Linked DNA regions of Sus scrofa: region 2 is linked to region 1. A link is a contact called in public HiChIP or PLAC-seq data. All regions are on one chromosome and are shown on one strand. Each heading gives the region's core, a stretch centred on a gene start, on an enhancer-like site or on the middle of the called end of the contact. The rest is flanking DNA. Distances are from core to core; before and after follow the strand shown.

Region 1 (2,700 bases), core at 121-2,620:
TCTCCAGAGGAAGGATGCCTTTGCAAGTATGTGGCTTTCGGTCCACACGTTGCCCCTCTTACCCTCAATAAGAAGAGCAGGGGGAAGAAATACAGTGCCTTGGGCTGCTTTGTAAATATATTTACAGGTCCTGTTGATAACAGAGGTGAGGCCCTGGTCTCCCGGGAGGGCCATCCCTTCCCCTCGTGGAGGGACTATTTCCTGAGTTTCCTTAGGTAGTTAAGATCATGGCCCATCTGGAGACGTGAAAACCTGGGTCCACTTTTCCTATAAATGCAGATTACCCCAGAATTTTAGCTAGAGATTCTTCCAGAATCAAATTATTTTATGATTTACTATTGGCTAGCGTGAGAATTTTTATTAAGCTCACGTCATGGAGTTCAAATGCCTTTTATTTTTTGGTCTTTTTAGGGCTACACCTGCGGCAAATGGAGGTTCCCAGGCTAGGGGTCTAATCGGAGCTGTAGCCGGCAGCCTACGCCAGAGCCACAGCAACTTGGGATCCGAGCCGCATCTGCGACCTAGATCCTTAACCCACTGAGCGAGGCCAGGGATCAAACCCGCAACCTCATGGTTCCTATTCAGATTCGTTAACCACTGAGCCACAACGGGAACTCCGACTGCCTAAATTCTAAACCAGCTCCATCATTTATTAGCTGTGTGATCTTGGGCAGGTCACATATCTTTCCAAGCCTAAGTTTCCTCACCTGTTACATGGGGCTAAGAGTGACTCAGTGAGACTCAATGAGATGATACATGTAACGTGCCTAGCACAGCACCCCATCCATAGGGCGTCAATAAATATTCATGATTCAGAGTCATATGGAATGTTCAAGGTGACACCAGTCTGGGCCTCTTCCTCCATGTCATTTCAGTGGCCACAGGAAGGGCCCCAGGGCCAGGGAGCTAGATCTGAATATTGAGGTAGAAAGTGGGTAGGTGTCAGAGCAGGATTGGGTCAACACTGGTGGACATAGCGGGCAACAGGGGAGGGGAGGGGGAAACTAAGGTAGGCCTGGGATTGGGTATCAAGGCTGGGAGATGGCTCCGTTGCCAACCCAAAGCTAGGTTCCTAGTTCAGCCAAATGGCCAAGTTAAAGGGCAGAAGTCTGAGAGTCTCTGAAGGGCTTGACATCTGACCAAGGAAAAGCAGTGCTAACAGGGAGCTGGTGGTCACCTCTGGAGACATTTTGCATCTGAGGGAAGGAGAAGGGAACCCAGCAGATGACCTTTGGGGAGCTGCTCAAATGCTCTGCAACTTTCCCTTGGCCCTCCAGAATGATTGATTCCTGGGGGAGGAGCTACCCCTTGTGCCTTCCAGGATGTCCACGACTCCACGGAACCCAGTAAGAGAACGGCCCTCCTGAAGTTCCCAGCTCGGGCTCACGGGGGAGCTGCTGAGCCATGGAGGGAGCAAACAGCTGGGCTCCCTGCGGACTGTCCTGCAACTCAGGAGGAACTTCAAAGGCCCTGGGCATCACCCCTGCCCCCAGGGAGTGGTCCTCCCCACCAGAGCGCCCTGTGTTGCCCCTCTCCCCAGGTCTGGTTGTAAAAGGATCTTTGTGCTAAACACCTTCCAAGAGCCCAGGTCTGGGGATGGGGCAGCCCCAGAACTGCTGGGTCCGTGCCATGGCCTTCGCGTCTAACAGTGCGAGTGGCAGGAAGGTGGAGCAGTTGCTGGTATCCTTCCTAGCCCCCGCGGTCCCATGGCTGTTTAGGCAGGAGGACGAGGCATTTCCTGGGCTTGCACTGAAGTTCTTTTACTTCTTTTCACTGGTTCCCGATTCCCTCCCTCCCCGCCCCCCACCAGCCCGTCTTCCTACCACCGCCCCCACACACCAACCTTGGCTTCTGCTGGCTCCAAAGACCCAGATGGGCTACCGTGGGGGACTTTCATTTCACCCAGTTCTAAAGTCACTTGCTAATTTTTTTTAAGCACTTGGAAACCGTGTTTTGCAACAGTGTTTTGATGCGAGTTTCTCGAAGAACTGCAGGACTTTTTGCACAATAAACTGCCAGGTACTAAAGCTGCATTAACAAAGAGATCAAGAAAGGACTCGCTTCATCCACTGAAGCTCAAAGGTTTAAAGTGGTTCAGATAAGTTAAGTACTTCCCTTTCTCATCGGTGGATATTACAAATCTATCTCCAGATCCTCATCTTTTATCTCTGGTGTTTGTTCTGAACTGTAGTTATTATTCCTGAAGCTTCCGAGATAAGAGGCTAAAGTGTTCACTCTCCTTCCTAGCTCTCTGGGATGATTACTTGGTGGGGGGGGGGTGCTTTTTTTTTTTTGAGTGAGGAATAATTAATGTTCAGTAAAGTATACAATCCTTGAGTGGGCTGCTCAATAAATGTCCACAATTGTTTACACACATGTAACCACCACACTGCCAGCATCTGGAGTCGTTTTTGTGGTGTGCTTTTCTGGATGGGTGGGTGTTAACCCCAGGGCCCCCGCTGTGCTCCTCTTCTCACCCTTCCTGTTTCCTGCCTCAGTTCTCACAGACAGAGGTAACTGCCCTGTCCCCAACTCCTTGCCCAGCTATGTGGAGTGAGCACGGCCCCTCCTTCATGCACCGAATTCTTTGAGACTCGAGGGTTTTTTTTGTTTTGTTTTGTTTGGTATTTTTAGGGCCACACCTGGAGCATATGGAGGTTCCCAGGCTAGGGGTCGAATTGGAGCTGCAGCTGCTGGCCT
Region 2 (2,700 bases), core at 83-2,582, 330 kb before region 1:
CCCAGCCACGTCTGTGACCTACACCATGGCTCATGGCAACGCCAGATCCTTAATCCACTGAGCGAGGTCAGGGATCGAACCCGCAACCTCATGGTTCCTAGTCAGATTCATTTCCACTGCGCCATGACGGGAACTCCCCATAATTTTTCAAAGTCTTGGTTTTCTTATCTTTAACATGACATTAAAAGCAGCTTTCTCTCATTTTGCAAACATAATTACCAGTAACTTAAATGGATGTTAAATCTTGGGGGTGGGGCAAGTTTTGTGCAAGTTATTTGCATGGTCTTGAGGTATCTCCTGGAGATTGCTTATTAGTGTGTAAGGGAAAAAAAAGTAACCACAGTGGAGAAATTGGCTCTCACTTTGACGGAGTGGTGGAAATTAATGTCATCAGTGAGGGGAAGATGGACATCTAGGTGATACACTTACAAGGACACAACATCACTTATGCAGCACTCTGACTGTAAGACGCAACTGCAGTCTAATCATAAGGAAACATCAGGCATAGTTCCCTTTGCGGCTCAGCAGGTTAAGAACCTCATATGGTCTCCCTGAGGATGCGGATTCAATCCCTGGCCTTGCTCAGTGGGTTGAGGATCCAGCGTTGCCACAAGCTGTGGCATAGGTTGGCGATACGGCTTGGATCTGGCATTGCTGTGGTGTAGGCTGACAAATGCAGCTCCAATTTGACCCCTAGCCTGAGAACTTCCATATGCTGCAGGTGTGGCCCTAAAAAGACAAAAAAAAAAAAAAAAAAAAAAAAAGGAAGGAAGATTGAGGGAACTGTTCCAGAGTAAAGGAGATTTTTAAAAAATGATCACTAAAAGAAGTGTGTGAACCTAGACTGAGTCCTGTGCTGAAGGGAAAGAGTGCTCTGTAAAGGATAGTCTTGGGTCAGAGGGCAAGTTGGAAAATAGCTGGTAGATTAGATAAAAAGCATTGTTCAATTTTGAATTTCCTGAGGTTGATAACAGGTACTGTGGTTATGTAAGATAATCTCCGTATTCTTAGGAAACACATTAAACTGTTTAAAGGTAAAAATATATGATGTGTGTAACTTAATCACAAATGAGTCAGGAAAATGTGTGAAAGAGGGAGTGGGAGCACAGGGGGCAAGGCCACAGGAGTTCTTTGTACGTTTCATGTGATGTTTTTGAAAGTTTGAGGTTATTCCCAAATAAAATGAGAATTAAGAATGCTTTCAAAGAGCAGTGTGCTTTTCAAATGATTCCCGTGCTGCTTTGTTTAGGGAGCCTCCTGTCTTATTCTGGGGGTGCCCTGCAGGAGGTCAGCCCCACCCTGATCACAGTGACTAACCCCCAGCCGTGCTCCCTGACTTACACAGTGCACTAAACTCACTTGTGTGACTCACATGGACATAGTCTGTTATTATAGCGTGTAAGTCCAGCTTGAAAAATGTATTTTTCTTTCAGCTCAAAATGGAGTTAATCCTGACTGGGAGAAGAAAGTAATTGAATATTTTAAGGAAAAGCTGAAGGAAAATAATGCTCCTAAATGGGTAAGCGTACTGTTGCTCGAGGGGGCAGGGTGCAGTTGGGCAAACTTTCACCTATTCTCAGTAGAATAGTAATCCACATGTACTTGAAGAATATGTAGGTTAGTGTGTGCTGCCCTCTGCTCAAAGATCTTGGTCTCTGGAGTTCCCTGGGGGCTCACGTTAAGGATCCAGTGTTGTCACTGCTGTGGCCCAGGAACTTCCGCAATCTGGGCACGACCAAAAAAATTTTTGGGGTCTCTTTTGCAACTTAAATTTAAACAATGACAAAAAAAAAAAACCAAACCCCCAAAAACCTAAAAAACAAAACAAAAAAAACCCCAATGAAATGCTTCTATATTGGTGCCTCTAGGTGGCAGTAAATGACCGTGTTACAGAGAGAAAAAAAATGGGTGGTTAAGAGAGATTCAGTTATCTTTTGCTTTATTACCTTCTTTTTAAAGGAATTGGTGTGTATGAGTTTTAAGAGAAGAGCTCAACAAAGGAAATGCCTCTCTGTTTATTGGGAAGGGTTGTGAAGAAAAGGCTTTCTTATTGTCAGATGTCATCGTACAAACTTGTACCAATGTGGAGAGTACTTCTGTCCAGCAGTTGTGTTATGTTGACCATTGAGATCATTTGATGCCCCTGATTTGTGTGTGTGTGTTTTGGGGGGGATTGCAGTTTGAGTTTGGATATACATATAGGTAGCTATATGTGCTTAATATTTGATAGACAGTGTATTTTGAATTGACTGTTTGTTTTCCTTTAAGGTACCATCATTGAATGAAGTTCCCCTTCATTATTTGAAACCTAATAGTTTTGTGAAGTTTCGTTGCATGATTCAGGATATGTTTGACCCTGAATTTTACATGGGAGTGTATGAAACTGTTAACCGAAACACAAAAGCACGTGTATGTATTGCTTTTTTCAGTGAAACTTACTGTTTATCATTAGTACTATTAATTTTGTACTTGTCTTGTTTATGGTAGTTTTGATTCTGATATACTGATACAATACTTTTATTCTTTGTTTTGGTCGTAGGTTCTTCATTTTGGAAAATATAGAGATGTAGCAGAGTGTGGGGTATGTACACTTAAAATATATAAAAAACTTCTTAATGAAAATTTTTTCTTCAGAGAATGTATTTCTTTCCTTTGGTTGATCCTAAATTTATTTATTTTGTATGTAAGTCAGTTCTAAGA

Evidence for each region. HiChIP or PLAC-seq counts read pairs in DNA pulled down with a chosen protein or histone mark.
Region 2: an H3K27ac HiChIP or PLAC-seq map of alveolar macrophages shows a contact between it and region 1. The contact joins two enhancer-like sites. A contact is called at or near these places in 1 of 47 Hi-C or Micro-C datasets (embryonic fibroblasts) and 1 of 2 datasets of contacts at active chromatin or transcription factors (alveolar macrophages).

What each region holds. Positions count from the first base shown.
Region 1 is chr14:129,378,276-129,380,975 of Sscrofa11.1, reverse strand. No RefSeq gene overlaps it. Among named protein-coding and RNA genes, the nearest start is that of RGS10, 45 kb to the left of the region's middle. Within about 2 kb of position 1,370, at least 9 of the 83 cell types and tissues checked have an H3K27ac peak or open chromatin away from gene starts, as enhancers often do. A contact at or near this core is called in alveolar macrophages, where this site is marked.
Region 2 is chr14:129,709,258-129,711,957 of Sscrofa11.1, reverse strand. MCMBP (minichromosome maintenance complex binding protein) reads left to right here. Exons shown (of 16, transcript NM_001243591.1): 2 at 1,434-1,519; 3 at 2,269-2,409; 4 at 2,540-2,581. Among named protein-coding and RNA genes, the nearest start is that of MCMBP, 32 kb to the left of the region's middle. Within about 2 kb of position 1,332, at least 7 of the 83 cell types and tissues checked have an H3K27ac peak or open chromatin away from gene starts, as enhancers often do. A contact at or near this core is called in alveolar macrophages, where this site is marked.